Regions from separate parts of the Mus musculus genome. Here regions 1 and 2 are each linked to region 3. Evidence: chromatin contacts called from public promoter capture Hi-C data. All regions are on one chromosome and are shown on one strand. Each heading gives the region's core, a stretch centred on a gene start, on an enhancer-like site or on the middle of the called end of the contact. The rest is flanking DNA. Distances are from core to core; before and after follow the strand shown. Region 1 holds the start of Fip1l1 (FIP1 like 1 (S. cerevisiae)). Region 2 holds the start of Usp46 (ubiquitin specific peptidase 46). Region 3 holds the start of Cep135 (centrosomal protein 135).

The links. Promoter capture Hi-C pulls out the DNA fragments that hold promoters and counts their contacts.
Region 1: a contact with region 3 is called in a promoter capture Hi-C map of pre-B cells. The contact joins the promoter of Fip1l1 here to the promoter of Cep135 in region 3. A contact is called at or near these places in 6 of 39 promoter capture datasets (the C10 cell line, hippocampal neurons, liver and 2 more).
Region 2: a promoter capture Hi-C map of pre-B cells shows a contact between it and region 3, with 2.6 times the contacts expected there. The contact joins the promoter of Usp46 here to the promoter of Cep135 in region 3. A contact is called at or near these places in 4 of 39 promoter capture datasets (the HPC-7 cell line, hippocampal neurons, liver and 1 more), 1 of 115 datasets of contacts at active chromatin or transcription factors (large pre-B cells) and 1 of 9 other capture datasets (liver).

The regions. Positions count from the first base shown.
Region 1 is chr5:74,532,403-74,536,854 of GRCm38.p6, forward strand. Fip1l1 (FIP1 like 1 (S. cerevisiae)) reads left to right here and starts at 3,089. Exons shown (of 18, transcript NM_001159573.2): 1 at 3,089-3,359; 2 at 4,399-4,443. The coding sequence starts at 3,278.
Region 2 is chr5:74,066,147-74,070,466 of GRCm38.p6, forward strand. Usp46 (ubiquitin specific peptidase 46) reads right to left here and starts at 2,265. Exons shown (of 9, transcript NM_177561.3): 1 at 2,104-2,265. The coding sequence starts at 2,139.
Region 3 is chr5:76,586,062-76,590,321 of GRCm38.p6, forward strand. It overlaps Cep135 (centrosomal protein 135), which reads left to right and starts at 2,638. Exons shown (of 26, transcript NM_199032.3): 1 at 2,638-2,863.

The DNA of each region.
Region 1 (4,452 bases), core at 1,839-4,338, 2.1 Mb before region 3:
GAATAGATATACTGATCTACACATCTCAGTTTAGAACCTGTTTTATTATTATTATTATTATTATTATTTAATTGTGGAAACATGCATGAGATAAAAAAATTTAGTAATTTACTGTTCTAATTGTGTGTGTGTGAGTGAGTGTGTGTGTGTGTGTGTGTGTGAGTATGTGTGGACAGGATCTCATTGTGCAGCCCTAGCTGTCCTGGAACACATGATGTGGATCAGGTTCGTTGCAAACTCACAGAGATCTGCTTGCCTCTGCCTTCCTAGTGCTTGGATTAAACGTGTGTGCCACCATGTCCACCATTAGTCATTTTAAAATGTACAGTTCGGAAACATTAAAAAACATTCATGCTGCTGTACAACCAATCTTTGGAACTTTTTATTTTGCAAAATCAAAATAGTTTCAAAACTATATACCCTTTAAATAACAATTGCCACCCTCAACCTCAGCTCCCTGCACCCCCCCCCCAGCATTTGTCAGCCTCTACTTTAATCCTGTTCTCTTTGCATTGGCACTGTGGGTCTTATAATTGGGTCCCTGTACTATCTGCTTTATTGTGATTAACTTACTTCACCTAACATCATTCATCTAGTTGTGACACATGGCAATTGCTTTCATTTTAAAGTTTTATTCGTGTGTTTCTGTGTGTGAGAGAGTGTGTGTGTATACAGTTGGGTTTTGACCTCCCTAAAGCATATGCCACCATACCTGGTCTCTTGGCATGATTTGAGCAGTAATCTATTCATTGTCTAATTCTTATAGCTAAGCACTCCTTTTCATTACTTCTCAAAAGTATACTTCACAGCCGGGTGGTGGTAGGTGGTGGCGTACTCCTTTAATCCCAGCACTCGGGAGGCAGAGGCAGCAGATTTCTGAGTTCGAGGCCAACCTGGTCTACACAGTGAGTTCCAGGACAGCCAGGGCTACACAGAGAAACCCTGTTTCAAAAAAAAAAAGTATACTTCATATTAAATGATATCATTATTATTGACATTGTTCTGAGATGGAGTCTTACTCTGCTAGCCTGAGTCAAGCTCTAGCCCTGGCCTCCAGAGGACCTGGAAGGACAGGATGCACTGCCAGGCCTGGGTTAGCAGCAACATCACCATCATCATTGCTTAGAACAGCAATAAATAATGAGATGGCAAATAAGTATACTCAGGATAAATGTGATATTGTAGTGAGATGAGTTCATAATATAAGAAGCAAGAGACAGTCTATAAAATAGTCAAATTATTTAATGTCAAAGTTTCCCATGGCAAATGGAGAGATTAATCCTAACCAAGGAAGCATATCCATACAAGGATTCAGTTTAGGAGGAAAGAAGGAAGGAAGAGGCTTTGAAGGATGGTCATTAGAGCTTTATGAGCTTCTCTGCTTTGTAGAAATCATTTTCAAAGCTTAGCTCAAGTGCTACCTCCACCACGCAGGCCTCCTACCGCATTCACCACCATTCATTAATCAACTCGTTGTTGATGTCTAAACTCTTTGTCTAGACAATGATTTGAAAGACAAACTCTTTTCCAGACTGGAAAGAAAAGCAATTCACTCTGCAAAAGACAATCAACTCTCTCATGAAACCACCCAATTTTACTTTAGATGCACTTAACAGTGAGAATGGAGCTAACCACGGTGTGGTGGTGGTAACTGCCCACGGTACTCTCAAGCAGATAGTATCAAAGGCCAAAAGGATATGGTGCACCATACAACAGATGGAAGTGAAAGTTAAACAAGACGAAGGCAGATTTGGCCTAGTGAAGATTCTGGGGAAAGTGGCTATGTAGTCAATAAGACTTGTGGTCTAAAAGAGAGTTTAGCTCTGCTCTACTCCCCTCACCCCAACCCTGCTCACCCCATCTGCATACTCAGTTTATCTACATTTGCCTTTCACTCTACTCCAAATGCAGTTGGGTGCCTGGAACTTCTCTGTCTCTGGGCCTTTTGCATGTTCCTAATCTCCTTGTCAAGTAGCCCCCATGCAGAAACCCACAGAGCTTACAGCCCTTCTCCATTAAGGGATCTACTTATTTTAATTAATTAATTAATTACCACGTGATATTAGATTATACCTCCCTTTTAATCACTTGGCCGTGGGTCTTTTTACAGCTACTATTATTTTTAAATCCTTATCAACATGATGTGTCTATCATCTTCCATTAGAATAAAGGCTTCATGAAAGAAAGGATTTTTTTTTTAACCGCCAATCTATATAGTCTTGAAGAGTTCCTAGTACTTGGGTAGACTTTCATACATATTTGTTGAATTCAGGGAAGATTTTTACGAGGAAATTGTACACAGAAGTTGAAACAATTTAAGAATTTCCTACAGGGGAACAGGGCATAGCAAACAAGAGTTCAAAACTAAGAAGAATTAAAACCCTCGTGATCTACTCAGGTAACGAGGAATCAAGTGATACAGATAAAGTCTAACGCTCGACCCTCCTCATCAATCACTAATTAAGAAAATGCCCTGCAGGTTTGTCTACAGCCCGATCTTATGGAGGTATTTTCACAACCAAGGTTCCCTCCACTCAGATGACCAGTTTAAGTAACTTAAATAAAACTTTCCGGCCACAGAGTCTCCCTGTATAGCCCAGGCTATCCTGGAACTCACTATGTAGACCAGGGTGACTTGTCTCTGCCTACCAAGTGCCACTATGCCCAATACTAATAATTTTTTAAACAAAGAGAACGCATCCTTTATATATTAAATTTTTCTTTTGTTGGTTGTTAAAATTTCGACGAATTGACAATTGTGGTTCAGTCAAACCCGTGCGGGATGCTGGCCTTCAGGATTTTAAAATAGACTAGTGGAGGGAGAAAGGCAACAGGGACAGAAAAGAACAATGGTGTAGCAAAGGGAACTGGGGAGTGGGAGGAAGGTTGGGGGAAGGGAACTTCAAAGAAGACCAGAAGCCCCAGAGAAAGCCACTCTTGAGAAGCTAAGCTAGAATCCTTGGGGTGGGGCGGGGAGGGGGAGGAGCCAATCGCGCGGCGCTTGCGCAATGAGAGGCCCAGGTGCCCGCCGCCGCGGAAGCGTAACCACCTAGAGACGCCGCGCCGCTTGGGTGCCTGCGGCGCATGCGCAGACGGATCGGTCGCTGACTCTTCAGGGTCGCCGCCTCCACCGAGGTTGGCCCCAGATTTGAGTCTCGCGCTCTTCGTTCGCTTACCGGCGGCTTCCCTCCCATTCTCGCGCCCTGGGACGGCGAGGCTGGAAAAAGGGGTTGAGAGAGCTGTTGGCCGCCGCCTTTAACTTGTGCGTGGGGCGGCCATGTCGGCCGGCGAGGTGGAGCGCCTGGTGGAGCTGAGCGGCGGGACCGGAGGGGATGAGGAGGAAGAGTGGCTGTATGGCGGTACGGAACTTCCTGTCTGTCTCCCCGGTTCTCTCTGGCCTTCCTCCCAGCGTTTCAGGCCCAGGCGTCCGAGGCCTCTCGTATTGGCCCTAACCGGCCTTGGTTAGGCCGAGTGCGGCCTGCTCCCGGCCTTCGCCCGGACCCGCAGGCACTCACCGCGCGGTGGACGCGGGCCAAGGAGGCCGGGCAGCCCTGCGTCGCCCTCCTCCGCACCGCCCGGGCCTCCTCGCTTCTGCGCTCTCTATTCATGCTCTTTATCGATTCTGAGCCGCTTTGGTGTCTCTCTTGCTCAGTGGCTATGGGGTGCCCCTCCTCGTCCCTTTCTTTCAGAAACCGTCATTCTGTAATAGCAGCTAAATAAAGTCAGTGCAATGAAACTAACGTCTTGTTTCTTGATGGTCAGTTTGTATGGGATGCACCTGCAAGGGTACCTCCTTGTCTGAAAGTCGTGCTTTAAAAGTATTAATTAAAAGAAACAGATGAAATACACTGTGGTCCATAAAGAAAACCCTGAATTGTGGCCTGTATTAAGGTGAAGTGTTTTGTTTTTGTTTTTATTTTTTGTTTTTTGCTTTTTAAAGAGCCCTGTATAGTCCACGTCATAGTTGTATCTCGTGACTCTTCCCATAGGCTTGTATTCGGTGTTTTGTGTTTGTGTCCCCAAATTTAATGCGTCATGTACTTTGTTTTTGTAGGGGACATGTCTGATGTCTGAGTTTTAACTTTAAGTCGTAATCCCCCTTGGCTGTTATACCAGATTTGAAAGTATTTTGTTCTTTCCTAGAGCATACATTCTTGACATAAATTTCATAGATTATATAAAAGTGAACGTTAGCGTCTTAAGCAGCCTTTTAGTAATGAAACTCCGATAAACTTGTAAAATTGATTATTTCTTTAGTGGAAAGACAGCATCGGTACTACCCTTAAAATGTGAAATGTGTGGGGTTTCTCTTAGCATGATGTGTAAATCCCCTTGTATTTCTTTCCATAAGAGATGTGTCTTGCTTATGAAGTGATCTAACTTTGGCTATGCTTGTAGGCCCGTGGGACGTGCATGTGCACAGTGACTTGGCAAAGGATCTAGGTTAGTGCT
Region 2 (4,320 bases), core at 1,015-3,514, 2.5 Mb before region 3:
AGCTAAAGCTCAAGGCACCTCATGCTGGAGGTCTACCTGGGCTAACGAGCCCCTGCCTCACAAGCCACAGAGAAATACATAAACAGGACTGAATCTAGAGTCTCACATTAGAAGGCGAGCATTCTCCACTTGCCCAAGACAGTGTCTAAACAGAAACACTAGGTTTACTTCACTATGGGAAGGATGGGGGGGGGGGGGAGTGAGCTTTAACTTGGTTACCAGAAGTGTTTATTCTATTGACATAATATTGGCCCATTCCTCTCATGCCCTTCCAGAAGCTTGTCTTCCTGGCTGAGTGTCACTGAAAACAGGTTGTGACATTCTGTCCAGGTGTGCCAAGAAGTCCTAGCTACAGCAAGGGCAAGAACAAGCCGGAGGCAGACTTCCTCTTGGGACACAACTGCTCTCTGGTTTCCACTCTGCTTCGATACGGAGAGGTGTCACTGGATTGCAAACTGGACAAGCGCAGCTCCACAAGCAGGCCCCGAGCCTCAGGAGCCTGTAGGCCTGCGGCCAACCCCACAGGCGGGAAAGACAGCCTTGAAGCTCCTGTGGTTTCCCAGTTCCCCACAGGAGCTCGGTTACAGCTGAGACACTGAGAAGAAATGCATTGTCTTCTCAGGGCATCCAGCCACATTAATGTCACTGGACAGGAAGAAGCAGGAAACCTGCGTCTTCAAGCAGAAAGGGAAAATGACAAGGCTGCGGGAGCCATCGGCTAAGGAGATTTGTACCACCAAGCAGGCAGCTAGCTACCTCTCTGGGACCTCCTGCGTTTGCTCTGCTGGCCTGGACCAGCACAGAGAGCTGGGGCCAGCCCCAGCAGGTCTCAACTCCACCTGAGCTAACACATGGCTCCTTAATGTGCTGTGCCATGTGTTGATCTTGCAACAGAATGTGGGACAGAAGATTTAAAGAGCTGTGTGATGGGGGAAGGGCAGCCAGATCACCTTACCTGAGGCCTACTTAATCAGGCCTCCTCAGATTTCCTTTAGATGCTAGCATTACTGTCTAACTTGGTGGCGGAGGGGGGTGGGGGCGGGGATGGATTCCCCAAAATGGAAAAACAAAACAAAACAAAAAAAAAAAAAAAAACAGTGTTCCAGTTTGAAGGGGGTCTAAGGGGGTGAGGATACAGAAAGTACAGGCAGAACACACACCCTCCTCAACTCCCACACCCCAGTGCCTTACCCCTGACCTCCCTATGGCTCCCACAAGTGGGGGTGCTAGCTGAGTACACTCAGTGGCCCCAAGGGCTAGAAACTGGTCCCGAGGAAACTAAACAGAACTGGAAAGTAATGGGGGAAATCTAAATTAAAGTGACTGCTGGGTAACACCCCCCCCCAGACCCCCACCCTATCAGACAGACCAGGCAGTGTCCAAGCTAAAAGGAGAGGAGGCGGGGCAGGACAACCCCTGCAGACTTCCTCACACCTACAGCCACTCACTCCCAGGGCCTGCAAACGTTCCTGTCTCCTTATAATCTCCTGCATGCAGGTGGGGAAACTGAGGCCTCCAGAACAAATTGCCATGCTTTTCCGATACCAGGTTTTAGTTCACCTCTCTAACCAGATTCTTCACTTGGAATTTTTATTTTTTATTTATTTTTTATTTTTTGGTCACAGCTTTCATGTCTATCCAATTTCTCCTGGTAAGAGCACTGCTGTTGCAAAGTGAATCTTAAATACAATCAAGGCTGAACTCCAGAAGGAGCAGAGGACAGTCGGCGAGTCCAGTAAGGGTTTATTTACTGCACCAGAAGGATTTGCTTCCTTCCACTCCGGGCTCGTACCCTCATGGTCCTCCCTCGGGACTTCGCTGTGCAGCCACCTCGCACCCTCCACCTCCACCCCCACCCACCACCCGCACCGCAACTCGAGGGCGGGGGCATGGGGCCGCCCTGGGGATCCCTGGGATCCGCTCGGGGTCCCCGGCTGGGACAGAGGTGGGGGGGACTGCGGTCAGCCGGCCCAGCCTCGGGACCGGGAACTTCTGGCCGCACGGCCCCCACGACCGCGGCGCGCGTGCAGCTCCAGCCCGGGGTTCCCTTTCTTTGCCTGGCTCGCTGCGGGCGCGACCCCCGGAGGCTCGGCGGCCACTCACCATATTACAGATGGAGGCGATGTTTCGGACAGTCATTAGTCTAAAGGTTGCAGCGATCGCGCACCGCCATCTTTACCAGGGGAAAACGGGACTGTCCATGGTGGCGCGCAGCGAGGCCGGGTGGCGGCGAGGCGGCCTGGGGCCGGCTTGCAGTGGGGTTGGGCGAGCGAGGCCGGGCGGCGGCGAGGGCGGGGCGGCGGCGCGGGGCGGGGAGTGGCGGAGCGACGCAGCCCGGGCCGCGGCCGGCGGGAGGAGGAGCCCGGAGCCGGGAGGCGCGGAACCGAGGCCACTGCTATGCTCCCGCTGCCAGCCAGGACCCGCTCGGCTGACCCCACTGGAAGCCGTTCTTGCTCCTCTGCCCTAGGGTCCCGCTCGGTGCCAGCTGCACCGTAAGGCCAGCCCCGAGCAAACCCAGCACCGCGGCCTTTCCGCCGGACCCAGGACCGTACCGGGCACTGGGCTGGGGACCTACACCGCGGGGACACGGGCGTGCTCGCTTCCCGGTTTCCCTCTGCCCGTTTCTGCTGGTGTCCAGCAAGCCTTGGGCGTTAGGGATTAGCTAGTGGAGGATATGAATAAGGGTCTAAGGGTGAGTGTAGTCAACTTTAAAGTTTCTCTCCAGGGTTCTAGCCAGATGGCATCCGCCGGAACCCGAAAAGTAAAATGAGACCAGGACATGGGCGTGGCCAGAAAGCCCTAGCCAGCAGCAACCCAGCTGCCTAGGGAAAGGTTCCCAGAAAGGAAAGAATTCCGGGTCTAAGCAGGCACACTCGGGAGATTTGTGACATTAGCAGGTACAGAGGAAATGGCCAGGTTCTGGGCGGTACTAGAGGCTGTCCAGGAAATACCAAAACAAAACTTTCCTATCTCCCATCCTCGGAGCTCCTGATCTCAGTTTTGTTTGAGCTTTTACACCTTCCTGCGGAGGCCCAGACTGCAGGCTCAGGGTGCACACTGTACACACCACTTGAGGGATATGTTCGTGAGAACTGAAAGAGTTCATTTCAAACATGGGGAATAATTGTGCAGACAAGTTTGCAGTCCCAAGCTTTCCACAGGGAAGTTGTGCATGTGAAACGTGATAAATTCCCAAACCAATGTATTTTGTGGAGAATTAAATTAGGAGAGAAATTAATATAATTGAAGACAGCTCTGTCTAGCCAAGAGTAACATACTGGGGGCTGGGGGGCTAGGGTTATACACATAACATGAGAGCCATCCATCCATTGGTAATTCTTCTAGGATCTGGGGTGGAAATAGAAGACAAAACCACTGACTGAAGGGTGAGGGTGGGGGACGGGTCACATGGATACTGTATTTTTCAGTGTGTAGAAGGATTAATATTCCTGCTCACAATGACTCATTCTACCTGAATTTTACTTTCATTCTTTTTTACTGCTGTCAGTTACGACTCTTCCAGCTTCTACATGATTAGTTAATAGACATGGTTAGCTCCATAAGGCTTACAGAGCAGGTATCCAACCCAGCTCTGTGTTTCTCAAATAAATAGTACAGATAAAGGCATGCTAAACTTAGGAGGGGCACCATTTGAGGAGGGGGCAGGGGAGGGGGACCATCGATAAAACACCCTAACTATGACTGGCCAGAACACAGTAAGGTCCTGAAAAGCTTAAAGACTGAGAAATGTCACAAGCTGAAGGCCTCAGCTTTGTGCGTGGTTAGTCTAAAGCTTTCATGCTTTCTAATGATAAGCTTTGCGATTTTTTCCAATATGAATGCACTGAGTGCAAGGCCTACAGGGGTTAAAACACAATTGAGAGCTGGGGAGATGGCTCAGTCTATAAAGTGCTTACTGCACAAGTACAGATCTCTAGACTCACGTCCTGCCCCCCGCCCGAGTCCACACCCACAGGTAAAGAAACACAGTCATGGTGTATAACTATCCCAGTGCTGGAGAGGCAGAGAGAGAACACAGAGATGGGCTGGTATTTGCTGCCCAGCCAGACTAGTCAAATCACAAGCTACATATTCAGGCAAGACCCTCTCTGTCTCAAACAAGTAAAGTGCAAGGGGTAGAGAGATGGCTGGATGGTTAGGAGTGCACACTGCTCTTCCAGAGGACCTGACGTCAATTCCCATCACCCACTTAGGGTGGCTCACAAGTACCTGTAACTTCAGCTACAAGGTATCCCATGGTTTCTGGACCATGGCACCTACATCATATGCACATACCACCTACACACACACACACACACA
Region 3 (4,260 bases), core at 1,388-3,887:
GGCCTAGTTTCCTTCCACTAAACTACTTCTTAAAGGATCTGCTGCCTCCCAGCAGTGCCATGCTGAAGACCAGGCCATAGCCCACAGGCCTTTGGAGGACATTTGGCTTAGTTACCTTTCTGTTGCTGTACTAAGACACCACGACCAAGACAACTTGGACCAAGACAACTTGAGAGAGTTAGGGTCCATAACTGTGATGGTTTGTATATGCTTGGCCTTGGGAGTGGCACTATTAGGAAGTGTGGCCTTGTTGGAGTAGGTGTGTCACTGTGGGTGTGGGCTTTAAGACCCTCACCCTAACTGCCTGGAAGCCAGTATTCTGCTAGCAGTCTTCAGATGAAGATGTAGACCACTCAGCAACTCCTGTACCATGCCTGTCTGGATGCTGCCATGTTCCCACCTTGATGTTCCCACCTTGATGATAATGGACAGAACTTCTAAAACTATAAGCCAGCTCCAATTAAATGTTGTCCTTATAAGAGTTGCCTTGGTCATGGTCTCTGTTCATAGCAGTAAAACCCTAACTAAGACAATACCCATCATGTCAGGGAGTGTTTCAGCAGGCAGGCAGTCAGGCAGGGGTGGTACTGGATTAGCAGCTGAGAGCTTTTTTTTGTTGTTGTTGTTGTTGTTTTCAAGACAGGGTTTCTCTGTGTAGCCCTGGCTGTCCTGGAACTCACTTTGTAGACCAGGCTGGCCTCGAGCTCAGAAATCTGCCAGCCTCTGCCTCCCGAATGCTGGGATTAAAGGTATGTGCCACTACCACCTGGCGAGAGCTCACATCTTGATCTACAAGCTCCAAAAAGATAGAGCTAACTGGGAATGGCATGGGTTTTGAAACCTCAAAACCTGCCTCTGTTATAGGTCTGAGGTGGTTCGGAGATTCGCCAGTCTGACCATTAGTAAGTTTTAACAAAGAAGCTACTTTCATATACAGACACCAGTTCAACACCCAGATTGGGAACTCCTGAGTGCAGCACAGCCCCCAGCCACCTCAGTGGGGGACTTACACAGGCAAAGAGCACAAAGTCATCTCATGTAAAACAAGCTTTTGTTTACGAAGCAGAAACAGTAGTTTTGTTAAAGTTGTGCAAAACCAGGCAATTTTAAAATCTAACCCATTGGAAGTCCATTTTTGGTTTCTGCTTCTCTCAAGCAGTTTTAAAGTGAGCCATCAATATAATGTTAGCCATCACATCCCCAGTGACACACTTTTCCCAACAAGGTCACACCTCCTAATCCTTCCCAGACAGTTCCACCAACTAGGGGTCATGCTATTCAAGTATATGAGGCTATAGGGGCCAATCTCCTTCAGACCACCACATTTCAGATCTAAACTACAGCATCAGTTTTCAGTGAAAGCAACTCTTTTACCTTTACATCTGGCTTTCTTCCTCCTTACAATCAGGACCCCACCAGCCTCTAGGCAAACCTCATTCTAAGTGTTTCAGGAACTCCTGTTGGTGCTGATATTAAGTCTACAAAGCTCACTTTCTGTGGTGAGGGCATCTGTTTTCCTCCATGCCTCCACAGCCATGCAATTTGCTTAAAGCGCTAGGACTTGGGTGGGAAGCAGCAGCATTCTGCATTCTCATCTTTCAAGTTTTGTGTGCCAGGATCCCTGACCTTAGGCCTCGGAGGTCAGCAGTGACCCTGACTCTGGGTTATCAATGCCACTTGGAACAAAGGCTAACTGTAGCTTTCAATCCCATGTACCCCGTTGTATTTCTTCACTGAGTTTTGTTCTAACATTTAGTTGGTGTGTGTTTGGGGTAAGGGGGGCCACCAATGTTATCTATCTTCACTAGATGGCTATGCACAGCCAATTTCTGATATTTATGACTTTTTTTAAAAAAGATATTTGTCTTTACATAAACATATGCTTACTTGTATATGTGCAAGATGGTATAAAAATCTCTACAGGATTCATTAGCTCCTTAAAACTTCCAATTAAAAACGGACAAAGCACACAAAATGGAGACTGAGACGTGAAAACAAAGAATGAATCGGCACAGAGCAATTCACATCCCAACATACAGTTCCGTGCTGAGCAGTGGACAAAGTACATAGTCAGAGGAAAGGCCGGCTTGGTAAGGAATATAAGCAGAAACAAACAACAAAAGAAAACAAAACACGCACAAACAAAAACTCAACTCTTAACCATCTAGAAAGTTTTTAGGAGAGTGGTGGACTCTGGGGATTTGACCATGATCTTTGTAACCATGAGCAAGCTATTGTAAGCAATTCATTTCAATTTAACATTTACAAATACTGTGACAGATGCTAGAGAAATACAGTTGAATAAAAGAATATCTGATTCAAGGAGCCCACAATTGGAAGCAGCAGGGAGAAACGTAAACAAGTAGGTTTTGATGGTCGGATTCTATTCTGGGGGTTTACATGGGTACGGGGCAATAACTGTTATCAAGTGGTAGCCAGGAGAAGCTGCAAGGACAGTGACATCCAGGGGGAAGACAGGGCGATCAGCAGAAATTCACCTGTGAAAGGTCATTGGGGGTTAGCTGATGGTTACCGCCAGCGGCCAGTTGGCAAGGTCCTCGGGCACCGCAGAGGTTCGGGCTCCCCGCCAGGGGGCGCCGTAGCCCCGGCATCGGCCGGCCGTTACGTTTCCGGGCACCGAGGGCCGAAAGCCGCCATCTCCGGGCGGCCGGCGCGCGCGCCGCCACTGTGGGCCGCTCCGGTCCGTTACCGGGGCAACGGCGGCGCTCCCTCCTTGTGGGCCGCGACCGTCTCTCTCCGCGCCATTTTCAAACCGCGCTCGTGCCGGAGCCATTGGCCGCAGCAGGACGAGCCAGCGGGGACAGCGGGTCCGGAGGGCGATGTACCTCGGGACGGAGCGGCGGTGAGGCGCACCCGGGGGAGGCCGCGGGGGCTGGGCCGGGTCGCGGGGCCTCCGGGGCGGTCCCCACCCCCACCCCCGAGCGAGGGCGGGAGCCCGGGCGCTGCCGGGAGGAAGTGCGGGAGGGCGGCGCGGGGACCGTCCCACAGTCCGTCGGTCCGTCCGTCCGTCCGTGCGGCCCGGGGCCGACCCGAGGAGAACTGCCGTTCCACCCTCCGGCCTGAGCCGGGGAAGGACTGCTTGGCCGCTCCGGCCCGTGCCCTTTGCGGTGCCCGCACTCTGGTGTTGGTTTTTTTAAACGCTACTGTATCCGCAGGTTGCATATTTCTGAGAAAGTAAGAGGTGCCCGCTTTGAGACAACAACGCCCCAGGGTTTAGTGGACAGCTAGTTGTAACTGCGGAACCTACCCTTTTCGGCTGTTTTGATTTAAAGCTTGTGATCTGGAATATAGGGGAAACCCTAATATGTACATATCACCCCCCAGCCTGGAGGACTTTACTTATTATGGCCCATGGTCTTTTGATTCGTATTCTCATTCTGCCTTCATGAAGGATGGAGAAAGATGGTTTCCTGGTACCCGGAGTTGGCAGCTGTCAAGGAGGGGGCATAGTTCTTGGAGTTTGCCCCGCTAATTTATCTTGTCAGATGTTTTTCTTGTGAGCACAGGAGTTTCTGTAAAACACCTCCGGCATCAATCAAGTCCTTTTGTGGAGGGACCTAGAAAGCCCTAGGGGAAGCCTCTAAAAGAAGATCCTAGATTTGTTAACGGGGATAACCAAGAAGAAACACTAATTTAGAAGTAGCCCTGTGGTTGGGGAAGCTATTTTCTTGGGACAGCCTTCTTGGCTTTATGCTTTAAATAGGAACGGTGACATTGGTACTCGATCCCACAATGGGTGTTTGGAGCATCAGGTTTTGCATGTATTCATTTATGTGCACTTATAATTTTTACTAGTGGTGAAGGACATAATTTTTATTTGATTTAGAAACATGAGTTCTATGACTACAATTTTTTGGCAAAGGTTAGAAATGGTCTCTGCATAACTCAATTTTAGGGCAGATTGGTAGAGATAATAAATAATCATAGGTGTTTGAGAAGACAAGTATAACAGCTGGAGGTATTGCCCAGTAAAGAGTGCTCTCCTACCATGTCATAGGCTCAGTGCTTAACCCTGGATACGGTAAACAAACAAGCATAGAAATAGACAAGCATAAAAATGTATACTGAGCTACTTACATGTGTGTTACTTAAAAAAAAAAAAAAAAGGAAGTAAGATTGGGCCTGGTGGTACACATCTGTAGTCCTAGCACTCAAAGGCACAGGCAGAAGAAAAAGATGGGGCTGTCTGGCCAATAATATGAGTTCTAGACCAGTCAGGATGGTATATTTCAAAATAAT